Regions from separate parts of the Mus musculus genome. Here region 2 is linked to region 1. Evidence: chromatin contacts called from public Hi-C data. All regions are on one chromosome and are shown on one strand. Each heading gives the region's core, a stretch centred on a gene start, on an enhancer-like site or on the middle of the called end of the contact. The rest is flanking DNA. Distances are from core to core; before and after follow the strand shown. Region 1 overlaps App (amyloid beta (A4) precursor protein). Region 2 overlaps App (amyloid beta (A4) precursor protein).

What was found. A called contact is a pair of places that touch in the nucleus more often than the background predicts.
Region 2: a contact with region 1 is called in a Hi-C map of cerebellar granule neurons, with 2.0 times the contacts expected there. The contact joins two enhancer-like sites. A contact is called at or near these places in 2 of 39 promoter capture datasets (embryonic stem cells and hippocampal neurons), 25 of 484 Hi-C or Micro-C datasets (the G1E-ER4 cell line, bone marrow-derived dendritic cells, bone marrow-derived macrophages and 15 more), 4 of 115 datasets of contacts at active chromatin or transcription factors (embryonic fibroblasts, embryonic forebrain, extraembryonic endoderm stem cells and 1 more) and 1 of 9 other capture datasets (bone marrow-derived macrophages).

What each region holds. Positions count from the first base shown.
Region 1 is chr16:85,082,738-85,089,965 of GRCm38.p6, reverse strand. It overlaps App (amyloid beta (A4) precursor protein), which reads left to right. Exons shown (of 18, transcript NM_001198823.1): 4 at 7,078-7,190. Among named protein-coding and RNA genes, the nearest start is that of App, 87 kb to the left of the region's middle. Within about 2 kb of position 3,470, at least 10 of the 459 cell types and tissues checked have an H3K27ac peak or open chromatin away from gene starts, as enhancers often do. A contact at or near this core is called in cerebellar granule neurons, where this site is marked.
Region 2 is chr16:85,147,444-85,154,671 of GRCm38.p6, reverse strand. The region is part of intron 1 of App (amyloid beta (A4) precursor protein); the gene reads left to right. Among named protein-coding and RNA genes, the nearest start is that of App, 23 kb to the left of the region's middle. Within about 2 kb of position 2,946, at least 78 of the 459 cell types and tissues checked have an H3K27ac peak or open chromatin away from gene starts, as enhancers often do. A contact at or near this core is called in cerebellar granule neurons, where this site is marked.

The sequences.
Region 1 (7,228 bases), core at 2,221-4,720:
GCATCACATCATGTTAGATTTCGATGTTTATTTTCATTACTCTTTGAATTTCTCTGGCCAGTAAGCCTTTTTTAGAGTGTCTCCACTATGAAAAACTGAGCATTCTTATCATAAAACCTGAAATTCCAAAAGCTTCATAATTGGGGACTTTCTAGATGCCACATCCTGCCATAAATGGAAAATCCTATACTGTAAAAACTTGTTTCTTGTCCAAACTATGAAAGGAATTGCAGAGGGTCAGTGTGGCCTCATGTGTAAGCCCAGCATTCTGGAAGTAGAGACAGGAGGGGGGAGTATTCAAGATACTGAAAAAACAAAAATGTGGTAAAATTGCTGGAGAAGTGGCCAATTTTAAGAACCGGGCAGTAGATAAACAAGAAGACCCTACAGCATCTTGTCAGAATCATAAAGTCTGTGCAGGGGGGTATGCCCGATGAGTACAGGAGACAACTCCCAATAGCTAAAGGTGGACCAATTTAGGCACACAAACATAATATGTACACTGTATGTGAAATATAACACATATACTCACACACACACTTTCATTTTTAAAGAAAGTCATTACACGGAGCCCACGACTGGGATGGAGAATCACGCCCCACTTTTCCTAGGTTAGAGTTTATATGTGTAAAGTATTTAGAATTCTTCTGAATAGGAGATTATCTTTTTTTTTCCCAGTGTTTCATCACTTAGACTAATGAATTTTCCTATTATACGTCGATATTTAATTCTGTCCTGCACAGTGTGTGTGTGTGTGTGTATGTGTGCACACACAAGCACACATGCTCACTTTATATAACCCCTATAAAAACTTTGTGATTCCAACAAGATGCTGTAGGGTTGTCCTTTATCTTCTCCACAAATCTAAGAATCAATCATTTCTCCAGAGTCCTGTTTCCTTTTGTTGGAGAATAATAGAAAGATCCAATATCTAGGCTTTGTGTGCTCATTGCTGCTGAAGTGTCTGCTTTGTTGCTGATGGACCGAGGAAGTCCCCTTGCTACTCCTCGATCTTATAGTATGGATTCCTGTAGATATTTCTGTAGCTCTCTGTGTCTCAATTAGCATCCCTAGGAGCTCACCCTGTTGATCCCTCTATCACCCACTGGACTGTTCTACTTCCCGTGCTTGTCTGTAAACTCTCACCCCACTGTGAGCATCTGCCTTCCACCCACCTTCCTTTGCCTCCACCATTTAATTCAGAATGCTCTGATGACAACATCACAATTACAGTACTTTAAATTGTGAAAGCTCTTTAAAAAATCCTAAAATTGTTAGCCATTGTTGATCACTATACTTTGAAAAAATATCATTATTATTTCAAAACAATTATTGTTAACAGAGAGGTACAGGTAGTCTGTTTCTCTTGAACACCCATCTCACGGTTAGTGTGTTCACGAACGTGAGCACATCTGCGTGTGGTATGTATGTGAGGCAGAACTCTCCTCACCTGAATGAGTCTGAAAGACTTAAAGGAAACTTTTAGTGCTCACTTCTTGGCTTGCAGCTTGCTTGAAACATTCACTCAGCTTCTGCCATCTGCCAAATTGTTCTCTGAAGAAACCCAGCTGCCAGCTGTTATTGTAATAGTTACGGTGACACTCGGGGTGACAGCACAGCCACTTTACAGAACCGAGTCATTTACTCATGTGTTCCTGAGAACCCAGAGGTGACCCTCACCATGAAGCAAAACTCTGCCTCATGCCGAGCCAGTTGAGAGGCATTTTGGTGAAATACACTTCTGAAAACATTCTTTCCACACAAATGCCTCCCGGAGCCGTTTGCCAGCTGGTTGTCAGCGTGCGCCACTTATAGGGCGTCAGTCCATCTAACGTGCTGAAACAAAATATATATATATATTTAAATAAATTTTCCAAGTAAATATGAGTAAACATTTCTTCGGTCTGTAGCTATCACTTTGGTATGTACATATGCAGTGTGAACTAAAGCGCACATAAATCTAGAGTGGGTATTTGTACGTTTGCGAATTTATGGGGACATGTGAGACACATCTGATCCTGGGCATCTCCATCCGGTGTGAAGTGGCTTCTAGTTTGTGAGGCAGGAGTAGGCAGGCTTTGTTTCTTTCCTCCCGGATCTTTTCAGTTTGACTTCCATTCTAAACTCTTCATCCTAGTCTGAGGTGGTGTCACTTTTCCCGTGGATAAGGTCAACAGCACCAGCCTAGTCAGCTATGATGCTAATGACAGGCGAACATGCCCATCTCCCTGTGTTCCTCAAAAGTGCTGACCAGATTTGTAGCTGAACACTGTGTAGCCTGCCCTCACCCACCCATGAGCTCATGCAAATTGCTCTTCTCTGAGAATTCACCCCCTCCTGTTTTTGTCTGGATTCATAGGCATGCGTTTGCTAGGGACTTCTGTACCCTGTTGCTCTGTGGCTGGAATGTCTTCTGTCAACGTAGGATGTTTTTCTCTTCCCTTTTCTCGCTTTCTCCAGCGCATTCTCAACCTATTCGCTCTCACGACCCAGTAAAGTTCTCCACCTTGTCTCTCAGATTAGTCCCTACTCCAGTTCCTCCACTTTTTCTCCATCATATTTCTCACCAGCCAACAGTTTCTTTCTTATTATCATGTTCCTCTAGAGTGCTACTTTATTGCATCTCTTGTCGGTTTCCTGGATTCTCAGCCCTAGGAGAAATGTAAATAACTTGCAATGAAGACTTGTGTTAGGGGTGGACTGAGGTTCTTGGGAGAGGTGTTTGAAGATACCCAGACTTCTCTTAAGAACCACCATCATCGTGAGACTTGGAGGCTCACTGCTCTCATCCTGGGCCTCTGCCTCCCTCTGCAGAGCTCTACCGGAGCTGTTATCTAGCATACGTGATGTTCAAATGTACAACGCACCACTTCATCTGTGAGGCTCCACAGAGCTCCACAGAATAGCTATAATAAACGTGGTTCTCTTGCTTGCAGCTTTTCCTTTGAAATCATTTTATTCAAAAACCCATTCTGACTGTCCAAAACAGTCCTAGTTCTGAGAAAAAAATTTCTCAATTGTCTCACACTGGTTCCTTCTTATTTTCCCCTGTGGGGCGAACTGGTGGGGGTCCCCTCATGTTTCTGATAGTGGATGTTTATACTCCTAATACTACCTCATTGCTGGGATCTTTTTTCTGTAAAGTCACAATATAATAATTAGAAGTGCATCCCTGCCCTTGAATGCACGGTACTGCAGAATCTACCTTTCACAGGTTTCATAGCCACCATTCCCTCTCCTTTTCTCAAACGTTCTCTTGTGTAAGGGAACCTTATACAGTAAGCTCACTGGCAAATACTTTCTGCTCACTTCCATTGCAACTCAATTCGAGCAGCTAAGACAGTGGGTAAAAATGCAGCCCGTTGGCGGGGGATCACTTGGAGGGAGAGTCTCCCTCCCTGGTAACACCGGGAAACTGCAGAGCAGGAAACCGCCCATCCTTGCTCCATTCCGCCGGGAGCGTGACCGTGAGGTTATAGGTTCCCATGGACAGTCTATCTTGTGACTACAGAGCCCGGTGTCACACAGTCGCACTGTGTTCAAGTCACTGTTCGATGGGTTCTAACTGATGCAGCAGAATGCATTCCCGGCCCGTTCATTTGGATGACTGGACATTTTAGTCTCATTCTTTTCTAATGGCCAGACTGATCAGATCATAACATTAAAATATTTCACGGGCTTAGGATAAATCATTTTCTTATATCAAAGCCAAGGGAGATTGGCCATGTAAACCATGGTGACCCGAGTTTCAATGAGTCAAGGTATCTCTGGAAGGCCAGAGAGCAGGGACACGTGAAATTTCAGCTCAGCTCTGCTGCCTGCTGGCCCTGTGAGCGAACCACTGACCTGCACTTCTTCCTGCCCATCTACAAAATGAGGTAATTCAGGTTAGAGGTCTGTTCTCCCCGACACCAGAGCCAGCACTGCACGCCTGCAGGGGCCCTGTTGATTTCCACATCTTTGTTTTCTTGCCAAGACATCAGCCAAGTGTGCATTTTATCTACTTTAAAAACCCTCTCTCCTCTGAAATTTGCATATGTGCTTTAAATATGAAATTCTTTTTTTCTTTCACATAAAAACAGTTTGCATGGCTACCAAAAAACATGCCCAGTGTGTATTGGAGAATTTTTCTGTTTAGAGTAAACGTTGCCTTATTTCCCACAATATGTAGACGCGGTGAGCACAGCTTCTCCTTCCGATTCTCTGTTTAATTTGAACATTGGCTGCCTTCATCTGAATTCTGTTAAGAAATGCTCGCTCTTGAAGCATGAGTCCACATAAACAGGTTTATTTCCAAACCCAAAGCACCCATCCTTGTGTATGGAAACCCCAGGTTATACCTATCATAGACTTTTTAAAAAAAAAAATCAATAAATTTTGATTTACATATTACTCTCAGTCTATATCAAAACATCCATCTTTCCCGTAAAACTAAACTATGTTCTAGCATAGACTTTGTTAAAAAATTAATTTTTAACAAAATTCAATCCTCTCAATTCTTAAAGAATTTTTTTGCTATTTATTTCCATCTTTAATTGTATTATGTGGATAATTCTCAGTAGGACAATCTGTGCACGAATGCAGATATTCACAGTTGTCAGAGGTGTCGGGTCGCAACGGAGCAGGACATACTGGATGCTAGGGACTGAACTCAACAACAGTAGCCCTCTTAACTCCTGAGCCATCTCTCCAGGCTCTCTCTCTCTCTCTCTCTCTCTCTCTCTCTCTCTCTCTGGGAGAGATTTTTATAATTTAGCCTTCTAACCTTCTTGATGAGTGGCATTCTAATATGCTTTCCCAACCCTCAGGGGACGATAAGAAAGGCTGTCCACTGGTAAATTTCACTTTAATGATAGGGCACAGTGAGCTTCCATTTTGCCCTTTGTCCTGAGGCCTTTTAAAGTAGCTCGTGTTAATCCTTTGCTAGAGCAATTTTTCGTTAGCTATAGGCAATACCAGCAACTTACAGTTAAGTAAAATAATTTGCAAATTAAAAATTCCAGTATCCTTTTAAAATAGAATGAACAGTTGTTAGACTGTAAGCATCTCTCAGTGACTGGCTCAGCACTGTCATCGAGCCCTGGACAGACGAAAACCGATGGATTTGATTTTGTTTCTTGGCACCAGTTTTTCTATTTGTACCCCCAAGAACTCATTTAGGCCATGGACCAGAACATCTTATGTTTTCTTTTGATATTCTAAAAATGGATTCAATATTAACAGTCAGCATTTAATAATAGGCCAGCATTTAATCTGTCCAATAATTACTTATGAAACAGGAAAACATCACAGATGCAAATATGGCTGACCATGTTAACTAAGGAGGGTGGCTATATTAAGGGTTGTGGTCACTTTTGTCTTCCTATACCCTATTTTCCTGAAATACCTCAGTGAATAGGCATTTCCTGGCCGCCAGGATTGGTTACCTGACTTCCTCAGACAGCCTGAGTAGTTCACCTGGGAACGGTCCTTCCTCATAGATGGTATCTGTTTAGCTCTGGAACTAGGTTACAACCTCCTGTGGTCCACACTGCCTTAGGCAGGTTTCTTTGCAGAGGTTTCTCACTAGGGAAGTGGATTTGTAGGAGATGACATCATGGCTCTGTGTGGAGTAAGATGCATGATGCAGCTGCAGAAGTGGGAAGTTTTGAAGTGCCCTTTGCCCTTCCCTTCCTCCAGTACAAGCATGCTTGCCAGAGCTGTGTCAGGGGTAGGGATGGAATAGTCTGATGGCCAGCATTAATCCACAGAATCTAGAATCACCTGGGAGATTGGCCTATGAGCATGCCTGTGGTTGATTATCTTATTATGTTAACTAGGATGGAACAAGTGGCCCACTGTGGGTGGCACCATTCCCTTGCCGGGATCCTGTGCTGCATGTGTGGAACAGGGGAGCAGAGGAGCCTGTTGTATTCCACATTCTCTGCTTCCTGGTAGTGGATGTCACAGCTGTGTGAGAGACTGTCTTTCTTTCCCACCATGATGGACCCTATGTGCCCTTGGATCCTAAGACAGAGTCAGCTCTTTCTCCCTTAGGTCATATTTGTCAGAGAGTTTTTATTTTTACAGCAGGGAAAATCAGATGATAAATGAGGTGCTGTCCATACATTGTGAAACTTATCTTCATGACCTACTCTACCCATCCACTTAGACTAACCTTTAGTGATATTTCTACCTGAAGACATTCCCCTGTGCACCCGGTCAGATTCATTCACTGTATTGACCTAGGACTTGCTTCATTCTGGTATGAAAAGAAATCTCTTCATTCTTCAACAGACATTCATTGTCTAGTAGATGCAGACTTTGTGCTGAAGCAGAGGAATGCCACAATGGACAAAACCAAGAGCAACTAATTTCACAGCTTATGTTATTTTTCACTGTCAATCTTTTACCCTCATGACTATGTATGAACATGCATGAACATGTATGTATGTGTATACAGGAAGGGTGATATGTAACATTCCTAACCCTGGAGTACCAGTCAGGCTTAGGAGCCTTTCTCATGAGATGTAAGTTCAAAGAAAACAAGATTCCATAATTTGAATGAATTACTCTTTCCAGAGTGTTTTTATATAAACACATATATAATACACATTGTGTATGTACAGATTGGAGCTTAACATTTAAAAATGCTGCAGTCTCTAACAATTTGCAAGCAGTTTAAATTTACAAAATACAGAAACAGACATTGGTGTTGACAGTGCTCAAATTAAAGCTATCTGTTTTTGTACTGTAATCCTTAATGACAACGAATGTCAGTGGCTACTTGTGCAGCTGCTATATGGATGCAGAAACTGAAATTAATTCAAGGAGAAGGCACTGGGAATATATAGGGAACATACAGCCATCAAGGATGCATGCATAGGGAATGTATGGACATAAGGTCTTCATGGTAGCAAGGCAGTCGGTTGTTTAAAGAGGCTGACCCACCATGCTAAAGGTAGTGTAGCCTTTGTGGGGTTTTTCGTGCATTGAAAGTTCTGGGTAAGTTCTCTGACCTCCGTCGAGCCCGTGTGTGTCCATGGTGAAATCAGCTGTCATACGCGAATGATACAGGTCCACTCTCCTCTCTTTCAGTTGGTGAGTTTGTGAGCGACGCCCTTCTCGTGCCCGACAAGTGCAAGTTCCTACACCAGGAGCGGATGGATGTTTGTGAGACCCATCTTCACTGGCACACCGTCGCCAAAGAGGTACCAATCTGTGCCCGCTTTCCTGCAGAGCGATCTCC
Region 2 (7,228 bases), core at 1,697-4,196, 65 kb before region 1:
CAGATATCATACAGATCAACAGGGATTTATAAATCCCCCTGCCAACCCCCCAAAAAAAGCAAGCAAAAAATCTGGTCTGCTGATTGAAAGAAGCGATACCCCCCACTTAACAGCTCTATCGGCACTCGTGAAGGTAGAAGTTTGTCTGTAAGAAGCTGTTAGACTTGACAGGCAAACCTAGCTGCGCCTTCGGCATACACGTTAGTGATATTGTGCCATCAGCTTACTGGAGCAACTCAGTGGGAACAGGATTGGGTTGTATGATTTCACAAATGTAAATAGAACATCCTCTTCCTCGTTTCCTTGCTGCTAATGTCTCTCTTGGTATTATGTGGATAAAGAGAAAATTATAACTATTAATTCTCGGGAGTTCCCAAAGGTAAGACTCGAAAGCCACCAAAGAGTACTATATTTATCTTTAAATTCAACAATGAGGTGAAATGCTCTTTTCAGAGGTCACCGTGTAGAATCTGGAGCCCACTTAGCCAGACCCACGTCAGCTTTATTAAGGGGCTGCCTACATGCCCAGCTTTATACTACTGCGTGTTGTTGTTTACTTATTTATTCTGCTGGATACTGTAGTTGTGTTCTGCCACTGAGCTACACCCCCAGGTCCATGTTCATTTTTAATAAGATAATACTATAAACATATAGTGAATAAATGCCAGTACAGCACACGATAGATAAATTAATAAAACTGAAGTTCCATACCATCAGCAGAACAGGAATTATAAAAGATGACTTCAGTGTAAGAGGCAAAGTCATTTGTTGAGCCCCAACTCTACGTGAAGAAGAACTCATATTCAACCATGGGGGGAAAAATGAAAAGACATGAAATGCCTGATCTCTCCAAACTTCTGCACTACTGAGTAGATAGCAAGCCAAACTCACCAATCGATATATCCTGTGACACTGGGGATTAGTCTGTGGAGGGGAGGGGCGCTACGTAAGCAAGTGAAGGGCTCAAGAGACAAGTCAGAGTCAGTACGAGTGTTCATGGGAACAGAGACCAGGCACTTTGCTGTATGGATTCTTTTGACCCGAAGGCAACGGAGAAATAGCAGACACTTGAGGCTTTTACCCACTCCTCTCTGCCTACATGTGGATCAATTTCCATCTTTGATGGTGTGAGCTGTATCAGGAAGGAGTTTATCACTGATCCCGTGGACATGGCACTGACCTTAGTCTACAGAAGCAAACCCCTGGTTTCTTCCATCTTTTTTTTCTTTGCCACCAGTAGCTGCTCTTAGCAGCTCCAGGTCTCTTAGACTGTGAATCATTAGCCTTCCCTTTGCATGTCAACATTTAGGATAGTGAGGAATACTGGACTATCTTATAGCCATTTCAGAGTCTCTGGGGGGAATAGGAAAAGGAAAGAATTTGCATTAAAAGTCAGCTGATCTGTCATGTCAGAGGTGTGATTTGTTAGTTTTGGGAAGACCATTATTCTTTATGGTACATGTGAAAATACTGACTGTGTAAAGAAGCCCCTTATCCGTGGTGAGAACAATGGTAATTAATAGCAGATAGACCTTCTAGAAGTCAGTTGTGCCCAGAAGTGTGTTTCATGTAATCCCCCGCTGAATGGGAATTTAAGATTGGACCACATGAACAATCTGTCCTTGGTGCCTCCTGAGCCACCTCTGCACTGCCTACGTGAATGATGGGTGGGACTGAGCTAGTGGGTCCTGTCGGGCCAGACATCCTCTCCTTGAGGAAGACAGCCTTGGGGTGGGATGGACTGATAAGAAGGCAGACTGGGAGTTTGTTAAGCCATCAGCCAGTTCTCAACTGCTCTGGACCCTCCCTGCAGCAGGAGGGATGCTGAGGAGTAAGACCTCCTCCCACCTCCACTCACACTCGCTCCTTGGTGTCTTCTCTGCCTCTCTCTGCTCGCATCACCTTTTTCCTAGTCGTCTAAGTCAGCGGTTCTCAACCTGTGGGTTGTGACCCCATTGAAGGTTGGGCAAGAGATTTTTTTTTTTTTTTTTTTGCAGGGGTTGCCTAAGAACATCGGGGAAGTACAGACACTTACGTTATGATTCATAACATTTGCAAAATCATAGTTAGGAAGCGGCAAGGAAAATAACTTGACGGTTGGCTCACCACAGCATGAGGAGCTGGTTGGAGTCTCCTTCTCTTTATCACAGCTCCAAATAAGGGAACCCTCAGAAGATCTGGGGGTCACTCAGAACATGGGTCTGCAGATCATGCAAGATCCAGATTATGAATTTGGGTCCTGACTTGGCACAGCCCAGTAGAAACGCGGCTGTAGAGGAATTATTAACTTTCTTAAGCTTCCATTTCCATATCTACAGAGTATTTGTTAATAGTGCTGTTAGGAGCCATGCTGAATTAATAAGAACTACAAAGATAACATGTGGAAGGTACTGAATGAAGGATTAACATGGCTCTTCTTGTCATTTCTTGGCCCCTTCGTAACAGCTCTTTTCTGACCTTTCTATACAGTCCTGACTGTACAGGCCAGTGCTGCGTCCCCTTTTTACAAATGCAGGGGCTGAGAAGAGCCCATTTGCCCAAGGTTCTTGTCTTCTGTTTCAGCTGCTGTCAAACAGCCGGAAGGCTTCCGTTCTAGGCGAATTCCCTCCCTGACTGTACCTGAGACCAGGTTGTTAAGATTTTCCGCAGGGCCTTTCTTTCCTTGCTTATCCATCCTTGCAGTTCTTGACCTTCTTGAACCCTACAAAACCAGCTTAGGAAGGAATCTAAAGCATGCTGGTCACAACGAGGACCATTTCCCTGTCCTTCCCTCTGATTCTCCACAGTTGACCAGGCGCCGGTGACAGCCTTGGCTGCTTGAACCAGCTAGAGAGAGCCACGGAATTCCAGGCTGCTTGCTTTCAAAGGGCTCCACTAACCCCTCTGAAAACAAAGGGTTGTTTATCACATATCAAAGCATACCGGGCAGGGATAATTGAGAGATCTTCTGATAGGTCATGTGGTTTGTAGTCTCTGCCCAGGCTTCTGGAGTGGGTGGGCCGTGCTCCTGCCTCAGGTAGCAGTGACTTCTGTCTGCCAGGATTAGTTCTGTGTGACTGTCCTGTAGGTGTGCATAGCATCCGCTCACCATCAACACTTTATATTTCTCTGCCTAGGTCCCTAGAAAATAGATTCACAAAGAAAACCGTCTTGTACTTTGTATGGTTTCAGGTGACTCTGATATTTCATGAATTCACAAAACCCGAGTTGAACACAGCACCACCTAGTCTCTGGTCTAGGAGAGGTGTTTTGTTTTTTCTTTTCTTTTCTTTTCTTTTCTTTTCTTTTCTTTTCTTTTCTTTTCTTTTCTTTTCTTTTCTTTTCTTTCCTTTCCTTTCCTTTCCTTTCCTTTCCTTTCCTTTCCTTTTCTTTTCTTTTTTTTTTTTAGAATGGAAGTATCAACCTGGGTTGGGTTAAATGTTTTCGAGACAAGCCCCAGGCTGCAGGAGGGTTTTGCTGTTTAGACTCTAGAGGAACAAGCCTTCTCTTCTCGCCATTGCTTTGCCCTGACCCTGCATGTGTCAGGCCCTATCATATGTTCGGCTGTGTGATCCTGTGACACCCACATCCTGTTGCTGGATCCAAGCGCTTTGAGGCTGTATTAACGCAGATTAATTGAACAGTTGCCCTGTGAAAACAGATGCCCTTCGCCGCTCGTTTCTAATAAATTGTCAAGCCATTTAAAAGACTTCCCCTTGAAGAAGTCATATCTCCCCGAGAAGCTGAAGCAAAAGTGGAATGTTTATGTCCCAAATTAGTGTGCTATATTTAAAACCAGTGGCCTCGGCCTGACCAGGACATAATCCTTCGCCGCTTAATGAAACTGCCATCCTGTCCCTCTGTATTATATAGTGAAGTTGGTTCTACTTTCTGTATTCCAAACCAGAAAGCCGTTGTAAAGAACTAGCCAGAATAAGACATTAGTCTTCAGCTATTTGATGTTTTCTTTATAAATTAAAATTATAACTGACTTTGAAATAGGAAGCTAAGCCTGGCCTCCCCTGAACCAAAAACTGAAATTTTAGTAACATTTTGCTTACGGGATATTGTAATAAAATGCTCTTTGCTTAAGATAAAGGTATTTGTCCAGTGACATTCTGAGTTACAGAAAATTGAGAATGTATTATAGATAATGTACTATGAAACCAGAAGAACATTCTCTCTAGTTGACAAAGATATGCACAATACAAAGATCCAGGTATTGATCTGATGCTGTTCAGAGATCGAGAAAGGCCGAGAGCAAATCCTATTTCAAAGTGCAATTCAAGTAAAATTAGATTCAGTGAGACTATATCATTTACCCACCCTTGTAGTAAATAATAAGGTAGAGGTGCGAGTCTAAGCTGTTACCTAAAGGAAGTGAAATGACCCAGAGAGATGAGCATCCCATGACCTCCCAAATGGAATCGAAGCAGTTGAACTTGCAAGAGTAGACACTAGATGCCAGTGGATGGGGTAAATGGGAGATGTTGTTCAAAGGGTAGGAATTCGCAGTTAGACATGGGTACATCATAGAGAGCTGGAGTATAGATATTGTCACTGTAGTTAATAATAAGTGTTATATTCTTGAAATAGGTTTTAAGTGTTCACACACATATAGAACAGTATGTGTGGTGATAGGTAACTTCATTAGTTAATTGTTATTTAATTACTTAAAATTATATATATGTGTATATATATATGTATGTATATATATGTGTGTGTATATATATATATATATATATATATATATATATATATATATATCAAAACATTATCTCGTGCATGTTGGATAAGATAACTTTTATTTGCTACTTCTTTTTCACAAACCCACCTTGCACTTCATTTGTAAAGAGAAGTGAAGTCCCTAACCTGGAGGGTTACAGTAAGAATATCGTGTAGGCTTCAGTAAGCATTTGTCATTACTGATGCTGCTGTAAGCCAGTGCTCATGACTGGCTCCTCTCCCCTTCCTCTGCCAGATGTTCTCAGTGGCTCTCTGTTGATGCATGCAGCTGTGTTTCTGAGGGACACCATGGAATGTCCTTAACCCTCTGTCTTCAGGATCAGTGTTTATCCCACAGTAAAAGAAACAAATCACCATCAAGGTTGCTTTGTAGCAACATACAAACCCCCAAAGCTCACATAATGACTATGTGACACCATATGAATGGACACCATAGCCACCATGTAACGGCTGATGACAGATACTTTCTCCCCGTTTTAGTAACACTCTGCTGCTTTTCTGTCCCATCAGAGTTCCATGTCTTTGTATTATGTGTTTATTAGATCCTAGGCATGATGTATGCAGTACTGGTTGCCATCAAAATAGATTGTAGAGTTTAATGGGAAGTCTAGGAGTTGACATCCGTACCCTACATAAAACCAACCAACCAACCTTTTAACCTTGCTGATTAGCTATCATTGAGTAATAGATTTCCCACCTGGACCACCACTTATACTCTACTAATTCTAATCCAGATTCTGTAGCTCTGTTGTCTGTCTAAATCTGAATTCTTTTCTCTTGACTCCATCTGTTTTGTCAGAGCCTAGTGTAGAAGCGGTGGACTTTGAGCCTTACATGGACCCAGGCCAACAGTTCTTCTCCCCACATCCGGAGACCAGGCTTTGCCTTTTACAAGAAGGAAACTGCCTCTCTGTTCCCAAGACAAAGCTCCCTCGACTATAGTTGCTGCATGTTTGGCTCAGAGGTTTGCACAGTCTATGTGTATAGGCAGGCCATGGCCTTGCTGGGCCTGCTGGAAGATGGCTAGCTCTCGCTGGCTAATAGTTGACTCACTCACCGTGGGATGGAAGCTCTGGCCTGGACCAGACTCTGGTCAGTGTCTGTTGATCTCAGGGAACATTCCACAGCTGCTGATGTAACTCAAATGACTGGAGCCAACTCTTCTGGACCGGTTAGAGGGCTTGCCTGGACCAGTTAGATGACTGGCTGTCACTCAGTTTATCTGGGGGAATTCTGTGAAGTGAGTGTTACTTTCAGTTCCTCCATGGTAAGGGGAACTTCTCTCCTCTTATCTTCTTTTTGCAAAGTGTGTTTTTTATAAAACCAAAGTAGCATCTTTGGGACTGTGGTGGTGCCCCGATTCCCGATTGGGAAGCCTTGGGAAGAGGCTGCAGAAGGATCCAGAGTTCAAAACAGACTCAGCTACAGATGTTCCAGGCCAGGCCAGGTGACATGAAACGGTGTCTCAAGAACCCTCAAAATAAAATCATCAAAAATAGAGATGGAGTTTATAAACGATGTGGCTACTATTTCATTTGGTACCCTATTCAACATGATCCTCACAGTGCTTATAACTCCTTTTGCTTGAACTTTTTTTTTTTCTCCTGAGCTGGGGCTCAGACCAGAGCCTTGTGTACTAAGTAAAAAGTACTGTACCAGTGAGAGCTATCCCAAGACTGAAATATCTTTTTATTGAGAGATTCCTCATGAAATGCATACTGAGGCTTTTGTTTGTTTGCTTGTTTTTCTAAATGTGATTGCAGAACCAGATAATTTGTGAGACTGCCCATGGTATGAAAAGATTAGTTTTCCTAGTCTGGGTGTGGGCCAAGACCTATTGTTGTTTCTGATGCAAACCCAAGACCAAGGACTGCGGTTGCAAACTTACTTATATGACTGCCATGTTCCTAAAAAAGATTTTTAGAAACTTAAATTAAAAAAGCTTCAAGCAGCCCAGGCACAGTGGGCACACCTGTCACCCCAGTACCTGGAAAGTCAAAATCAGGAGTTCCAGGTCATCCTCTGCTAGGTACAAAATTCCAGAGAACCCTGGGCTAGCTACCTGAGACTGTTTTAAAACCTGCAACAAACAAACACAAACAAACAAACAAACAAAAAACTCTCACATAAAAATTAGACCAATAGAATTAGGAAAACAGGCCACTAGATACCAACATACATTTTGTTACTAATTTTAAAACTATCCCTTAGATGCACAGAAGTACTTATCAGATAACTGCAGCTTAGGGGTCGCCCGAGTTTACTAGGAAGCCATCTGTTTATGGGACAAACATGTATCTGCTGTCATCAGGAAGGTCACTGGGGTAGCTGTGACTCAGATCCACTAAGGGAAGGGACAGAAATAGGACTCCTATCTTTTGTATCTCTGGGATGGTGACCAGAGAGGTTTATGTTGTTGCTATGTAGGCCCTTTTTAAAAACTCCAAGCTGTAAATACTGAATTTTAGAAGCACATCGTCATGGCTTTAGAAAAACAACGGTC